Linked DNA regions of Anser cygnoides: region 1 is linked to region 2. The links are chromatin contacts, called in public Hi-C maps. All regions are on one chromosome and are shown on one strand. The core of a region is the stretch at or near the end of the contact, and the rest is flanking DNA. Distances in the headings are between cores, read along the strand shown.

Evidence for each region. A called contact is a pair of places that touch in the nucleus more often than the background predicts.
Region 1: a contact with region 2 is called in a Hi-C map of liver, with 8 times the contacts expected there. The contact joins the promoter of C9 here to the promoter of LOC106036329 in region 2. A contact is called at or near these places in 2 of 7 Hi-C or Micro-C datasets (both in liver).

Annotation. Positions count from the first base shown.
Region 1 is chrZ:67,817,685-67,821,950 of Taihu_goose_T2T_genome, reverse strand. It overlaps C9 (complement C9), which reads left to right and starts at 2,161. Exons shown (of 12, transcript XM_066987688.1): 1 at 2,161-2,678. The coding sequence starts at 2,593. It overlaps DAB2 (DAB adaptor protein 2), which reads left to right. Exons shown (of 16, transcript XM_048048447.2): 16 at 1-652.
Region 2 is chrZ:67,505,236-67,509,295 of Taihu_goose_T2T_genome, reverse strand. LOC106036329 (LIF receptor subunit alpha) reads left to right here and starts at 1,531. Exons shown (of 21, transcript XM_066988901.1): 1 at 1,531-1,676.

The DNA.
Region 1 (4,266 bases), core at 912-3,411, 310 kb before region 2:
CTTTTTTAAAATTAAGGTGGCTTGGCAGACAAGTGGAACAAGCAGATAGGCTTCTTGCTTATATCTCAGTGAATGTCCCCAGTGTTGCTCAGTTTAAGTTCACACATGGTGTAGCATGACATGTTCCCAGTATGTCAGAAAGCAAAAAGACAATCATGGCTTCAATCCATGCCTAGATTCCTTGTGAACAGATGCACCAGCTCTGTGCTATTAATGTGAGGTAGCCCTCCATCTCTTAAATGTGCCTTTTCTAAAGAACCTCTTTACTAACAGACCTTTAAATCAGTCAGTTATGACCAATTGTAACAGCTATGTTCTTGGCCAGTGGTGAATGCTGATATCTGAGTTTTTTCTGTTAATACTAAGCATAAACTTGAAACAGTATTGTTAAATCAAATGTCTAAGTGTTTGCTGAACTGGAAAGCTAAGAAAATCAGCTTGGAGAGAGCCTTAGTACCCACTTCAGTCAGTCATGCAAGTGTATATAAATCTCTCTTGCACTTTCTGTAATGCAAAAAAGCTATGAACTTAAGTATTTGTCTCAAACTGGAAATGTAGAAACTTACGGATATTACACTGTTATATAATTGTAGTATCTCAAGTGATGTTACCTAATGACATTAAAAAGAAGCAACTCTTCATAGCAAACTAATATCTGTGTGGCTGTTAATTCTGTCCTTAGAACTCAATCTTGCGCCTCAGTTGATTCTAGGATTTCAGAGCCTGCTAAAAACTGTTTGTCTCCAGTTCGGTTCTTACACTGGCTGTCTGACAGCAGGGTCCTAGGTCTTTCTGTAGCTTCAGGCCTGCTCAACACAAAATATAAAATTTTCAACTGACTTGGTAAATTGTTTTCTGCTAATGAAGATGCTTTCTTGCTTGATTCTCTAGGACCATGGAAGCTGTAGACATGAATGAATTAAGCTTCTAAATGTAGTGTAATTTAATTAGGCCACTTGCAAAGTAGTTGAAATAGACAAAACTCCTTCAGGGAAAACTAAATAGGAAGGGAGAAAAGATCTAGCTCACTTTACAATTAATGCAGATGGCTAACAAGAACAAATCTGTCAGAAAGCTACTGTCTTAGATTCACCTTTGGTACTGGAGACAGACCTGTAACATTCAGCAAAAAAGTCAGGCTGACTACAATAGAATAGGTGGTTACTCGCTTCTGCCAATACCAGTTGATTGGGATTGAAAACAACTCCTTTGGAAGGGAGTTGGTATCCAGCTTGAAATATAGGTCTTATGAATCTTTTTTTTCCTGCATAGCAACATGTGATTTAGTATTCAAAAATACCATCTAATCTAAAACAAAAGTGTTCTCTCTCCTTGCTTAAGAGAAGGGATATATTTACCAGCATAGTTTGAACTAAGTATCTAAATGACTATTTGCTGTTCAAGCTAAAATTAACAGTTCTAGCTGGAGCTTGACAATACTTGTCGGGATAATCACTAAGTTAGAAGAACCTCTTCCAGTCTGGTCAAAGATGATTGCTGGTCTGCTAGTTAAGTTTGAATGGACATTTGCTATGACTTAGTTTCTGTTTTAAAGAACCATGAACTTGGTGGTATATTTAACATCAACTGAAGCAGGTATGATGAAACAGTACAAGTGTCTGTGTCATGGTCTGGCTTTCATGTTCAACAAACTAATGTAACTGGACTCATCAAGCTGGATCGATGCTGCATAAGATTTCTTCATAGAGATTGTCCCAAGTCAAGCATGGGTTATAAAAAAAAAAAAAAAAAAAAACAAAAAACCTGCCACTCCTATTCAACCTTAAAAAAATAATAAAATAAAATAAAAAAAATAAAATGGGAACAGGGGGGAAAAGTATTTATTATCCATGGTATTGCAGAATAACCTTGTACTAGATTATTTAAGGTTTGAGTCCAAATGCTTAAGTAATGCTTAACTGCTAAAAACCAGGTTATCTATGTGTTACTTCTGTTCTGTGGCTCTGTCCAGCACACAGTGCCTTAAATCTGGGTTATAAAAAACTGCTGAATAAGAATGGCCTTCTAAAGAGTAGCTTGTGTTTGGGGTTTTGGTGAGAGAGTGAGAAGTAGAAGCCTACTTCAAAACATCAAAAAAAATTGTGTTGCTCTTTTATATTGGCATTAGGGGGTGGGAGTGGAGGGAGGAATGTTAGGACTTTTTTTTCCTCAAATGCAACAAATAAGAATTCCAAACATGTTAGAAACTGAATGAAACTGAATTTACCCTTGTAAACAGCTCTGCTTTAGGAACTACTTGTTCCTTATGTAAGTCACTATGATTGCTGTTACTAGGCAGTTAATTTATTTTAATTGAATGGAAAACATCTTCCCTATATTTAAAAGATACTAGTAAATGCTCTTTCATCGTGAAACTACTTTATACTATTTCCCAATCTCCATAGAGGAAAAAGCCAAACTTTCTGAAAAGTGGACTTTAGAGCACTTACCGTAAGTCAGTTTTGGCTAGCAACTTGCATTTTTCAGTAAGTGCTGCCTTTTTTTGTTCTCCTCTTGGTAATAAATAACAAACAGAACAAATAAAGAGTTTGCAAATTCAGTTTCAGCATTTCTTTCCTACTCAGATACAAAATGAGAAGCATGCATGTTGTCCTGCAGCTAATATTCATATTATGCAGTTTAGAGGTGTTTGCCTCACTTTCGGGAGAAAGCAGAAGGTAAGTGTCTTCAGTTTTCTATAGCTGTCTGTGCTATTATTTTTCTCCAACATAGCATAAGCCACCAATGTAAACATTTCCACTGGCAGCTTGCTTATATATTTGGTGAAATCGGGAACTTCTTTCCTTGAAGATTTTTTTTTTTCAAGAAGTTAAAATGGTTTATCCACTTCACTTATTTTGCCATCAATTACATTGATAGCTGTTGAAGCTATATTCTTACTCTTATATTCTTATAGTGAGGGTGGAGCTCAAGCAGCTTTTTTCCATTATGTGCTGAGTGTGAAAATATAGTACGATCTCAATCATTATATTATTATATGCACAATTTTATGCTGATAGTATTTATATTAATATCTCAAGTCTCCTAGACTGCACATCTCTAATTCTTTGGAAATATAGCCTTTGGTTTTCAGTATAAACATCACTAGAAGGAGGAGGACTGCAGGCTCAGTCTCTATGAAAATATCATTTGAAAACAACTGAATAGCTACACAACGAGAAATAGCTCTGACTAGTCTATGTCTCACTTATGAGAATAGCCAGTACTAAGTGGTGTAAGAATGTAAGTCTTAATAGCCAAATGTACATTAAGAACGAATCAAGGTCTGCCTGCTTTAAGACTTAAATTGTGGTATGTGAAGTGTTTTGTGATGACATGAATGCTGTATAAAAAAAAAAAAAAATGTTGCTTCTTGCATGAGTGTCTAGGCCTGAGGCTGGATACTGCTATTGATGCTTGAAATACCCGAACAGACTTTGCAAAAAGAGCCTTCAAAACCATAAGGCTTTATGTTTCTCCCTTCTTTTTGATGATGGTTAATTGGGCATCCAGATCTAATTAGAGCACAGCTTTGATATATTCATCTAGAAATAATCCAGCCAGAAGATAAGACTATTACAGCTTCTGGAGCAGGCAACGTGGGCCAGACCATGCAGCTGCAAGATGGCACTAGCAGCCACAGTTGTTGTATCATAGAATATCCCGAGTATCATCAAGTCCACCTCCTGGCACCACATAGGTCTACCCAAAAATTCAGACCATATGACTAAGAGCACAGTCCAAAACAGTCCAAAAGCTTCTTAAACTCCGACAAGTTTGGTGCTCTGACTATGCCCCTGGGGAACCTGTTTAAGTTTACTGTCATGTAATGCTATCATGGCTTCAGTTACAAGGGAGCCATGACTTCTTTGTTGGTCAGTTCTAACTATCAGACCAACCCTCTTTCTCAAGTCATCAGTTTTTTAAATGATGGATTGAATAGCTCTATATTTTAATGCACAGATCAACAATAAATCAATGAGGATGGTTGGCTTGAAGCTGCCAATAAAGTATTTTGCAATCTAAGAGAGGTGAAAGCAATTTTTGTGTACTGATTTTGAAATGCCTTTTTCTTTCAAAAGACCATTCTTCCATTCCTCAAACCTTCCCAGTGATGGGTAGCACAGAAAGTATTTTGATTTCCATACTTGTCTCTAAAATTCTCGCTCTGATTTACCACCTTCAGTGACACTCTTAGAAACCTAAATGCTTTCTTTTCTTTGATATTTAAATTGCATGCCTCAACATCTCCTGTTTCAGCATGAC
Region 2 (4,060 bases), core at 282-2,781:
GTTAGAACAGGAACAAGGAATTAAATGCAGAAATGGTCTTAGGCAGCTGACATATCAAATCTCTTGGTGCCTGAACTGCACAGCAAAGTTCAGACCACAGAATTAGGCATCCAGCAGGCCTTTCCAGTGGGGAGACATTTGGGACTGTGAAGACCTGACTGACATGCTAGAAGGTAACTGCTTAAACCTACTGGTTAGAAGACCACTAAGGAGAGAACTCTCCAAAAGTCTCTCTGTCCTTGGAGTTTTACATGTTTCAGGCTATGTCAGGAGGAAACATCATCTTCTGCTTGGAATGCACAGCCCAGGGCTTCTCTCCAACCCTTCTTTCTCAAGAACAGTATGTGTATAAGGAGACTCAATGCTTCCTCTTAAGAAGGTGACGCAGGTCAACGGATAGACAACTGCCTCAGGATACAAGGCCCGAAGTCAAGCATGCTCTTGAGGCAGAAGAGACCTAACCACAAGGTTCATGCTTCTCTTGCTCTGGTCTACTGAAGCTTCAATTGTCTTTGCACAAGTGAAAACACTGGAAAGTGAAGGCAAGGATGCAAGATTTCAACTCTACAAAACAGCCTATATTCACTTAGCCTGAGCAGGGAACGTGGAGGATGGCAGGAGGCTGTGGCTTTGAGGACCTGAAATCCATCTACATAGTCAAGACAGGATACAAGCCTGGTCCAGGACCTCTGTGCAAGCATACACAGTTCTTTATTACCTACATTCTGAGAAAAACAATCTACGACAACTTGGGAAACCTCCGTAGGAAAATGTAGGCAGAAAAATGCAGGGAAAACTGAACAGTTACTTTTTCTCCTGGTCTTGCTGTGGTTTACTGGGGAACAAAAGAGGAGCCACAGGCCTGCCAACTCTTCTGATTTTATGGGCCTCGTGGTATATATTTTTTTAATTGCCTGACTCTTGAGACTGTGGGATTGTGAGGATTTCAAGTTTAATTTAAAAGAGAGGCTGGCACGTAACTGTTGTGGCTTCAAAGAAATGTTGGAGGTCGAGCCCCAGACCTCAAAGACTAGAGGCAAATACAAGATAAAATGAGTCGAACGCCTCCCGCACTCCGTGCCCTGGGCCCACCGCTTCGTGCCCCGGAGGGCTGGCGGTGCCGGGGACATCCAGAGCCCTTTCCTTAGCCGGGCGTTTGGCCTCGTCCCGGCGGGGACCGGGGACGATCAGGCCAGACCCGTGACTCCACCAGCCCCCGCAGCCCGCTCCCAACAGCCCGCCGGGGACCCGGCGGAAACCACCGGCCTCCCAAGCATCCCCAGCGGCGGCGCAGCGACCAGGACGCGGCGCTGAGCTCGCCTCAGGGCCCGCGGCCGCCCCTCAGCCCCGCGGCGGCGGCGGCGCGCTGAGCCCGGGGGGCGCCGTCCCCGGGGGGCAGGCCCGGGGGGTGCCGCCGCCATCCCGGGCAGCCGCGGCGCCGGGCGGTGCGCGGCCGAGGCTCCTCCCGCGGGCAGACCGCCAGGCCCTCTCCTCCCTCTGCCCGCCGCCTGCCTCCATCGCTCCCTCCCTCTCTCCCTCCCCGCTTCCCTCCCTCCCTCCTTCCTGTCGGCGCTGCGCACTGCTGCCCGCCGGAGCTGGGCCGCCCGGGAGCGCGCCGCCGGGCAGCCCCGCGGCATGAGGCGGCGGCCGGGCAGGGCAGGGCGAGGCGGCGGCGGGTGAGCGGGCGAAGGGGGCACGGCAGCCCCGGGGGCTCGGCACGGACCGGGGACAGGTGGGGGCGCGGCGGGGGTCGGGCGCTGCCTCCCCCGGGGGGACGGCGGCGAAAGCGGCGGCTCCGCTCCGCCGCTGCCCGGAGCTTAAAAAGCGGCTGTGCGGCAGGTTGGTCGGAGCGAGGACGGAGCCGTGGTAAGTGTGCGTGCCTCTCCTCGGCGTGAGGGCTCATTTATTTGGTTGGCTTTGGAACTAACACCCTCCGAATATAGATATATAGATAGATATATATATACGCACACATATATATATACACACACACACACATACATACATACACACACATATATACACACGTATATATATGCACACTATATATATACACTCACACATATATACACTCACATATGTATACACATATATATACACACACATATATATACTCACATATACACACACATATATACAAATATATATACACACATATATACTCACATGTATATATATATATACACAGATATATATACAGATATATATACACAGATATATACTCATATATATATATACTCACATGTATATATATATACACAGATATATACACACACACACATATATATACATGTAGATATATATATACACATATATATATACACATACACATGTGAATATATATATATATATATATATAATAGGGACCTTGGGAGGGGAATCTGGAGCCCTCCCTGTGGCTGGAGAGCATCCGGCTGTGCTGCGCGCCTCGCCGCACGCCGGCTGCGCCAGGGCACGGTGGCAGCTTGCCGTGTCTATTTTAAGGGGTTGAACTTGTGACGGGTTTAGAGGCTGGGGTTTTAAAAAGATCTCTCTAAGCCTCCAAGGTGGTTCTGGAGAGGGAGTTGTTCTCCTGTTGAGGTTCGGTGTGTAAGTAAATTTGAGCTGGGCGTATTGTGTTGGCATGCTGTGGGGTTGCTTCGGCAGGAACTGGTGATGTAGGTGGTTTTTCTGTTTTTCAGTCATAATCTGTGATGGATGCCTGGGGACTTCGCTATAAATGGGAGTCGAGCTCCAGATAAATATTGTAATCACCTAGTGCCAGGGAGATCCTGGCTGTGGCTATCATGTAGGAATTATTGTTTGAATTCTCTTCTACAGACTTTCACACTTAAAATCTCTGTTGCAAAAGCCATCATATATTCATTTTCCACAACCAAGTTGGCTGTGTCCTGTCAAATTCTGTCATGGAATCACAGGTACTGGGTGGCTTTCTGTTGTGTTTGAGGGCAGGTTGTTACTTAAGTCAATGTGACTTGTCTGTGACATCTCACCTGGGAGTCTGTTCTGCCTTTTTTCCTTACTGTAAAAGAATTCTTTAAATTCTTATTAAACCCTTAACATGTAGCACGAACCCAGACCGTTAATCAGACTTAGCAGGTTCAGTAGCTGTGAGGAAGATTAAGGTCCATGCCACCCCACGTTCCCTTTCAAATCATCATGTGGCAATGCCAGCTGAGACAGTATGTTGTTTAAAGTTGTTCCATCGGTGCACATGTGCTTTATAAATAAAGCTTTGCACATCCTGTAAGGAAAAATGTATGAACTGGTCAGTCTGCAGAAAGCCCGTGCTTGTCCTTAACTTCTCAACCACTGTGTGCTGTATGGTTTTGGTGACAAAGATGAGCATTGATTTCTGTACGCTTTTGGTAGTAAAGGTAAGCAAGCACATAAAAGTCTCCAGAATTGGGCCCTTGATGTGAATCAAGATCAAAATAAAAATAACGTTTGGTGAGGTGAAGGGTTAGGATGTGGGAAAGGCAGCAGCAAATGGAGGGAGTGGATCCACAGAGTGAACGGTGCTGTATCTGCAGCTAGTTGCTGTTGCTGAGCATCAGATGCCTGTCATTAGTTGAGTAGGCATCTGCAGGTTTCTTCTGAGACATCTGCTCAGGCTACTAGGAAAGTCCAGTGTCAGGAGACTGTGAGTCTGCTGGGATCTGTATCTAAACTGGAGAATGTTGTAGATGTCCACAAATCAAAGGCTTAAAAATCACCGACTTGGAGCTGGTTTAGAATATAGCTTTCAGATAGTCAATAGGTGACCAGATTTTGTTTGGTTTTGCTTTCTGTTTATTTAGTATACACATCCTTCACATCCTTTCATCTTATCACTGTTTCACCTATTCAAACTTTTATCAGTGTTATTAAATGATAAGAATTCCCATTGTGCACTATCCAAACATACCATTTCAGTCACTTAGAGCAACTAGTGGCAAGCCCTATCAAGGAGTTAGATTGTGCAAAATCCCTTTACAGGTGAGCTGAGGAAAGGGCGAGACATAACCTTTAAGTGAGGGCATTCGCGTAGACTTGCCAAAGTCTGTGGAATATGCAGGAA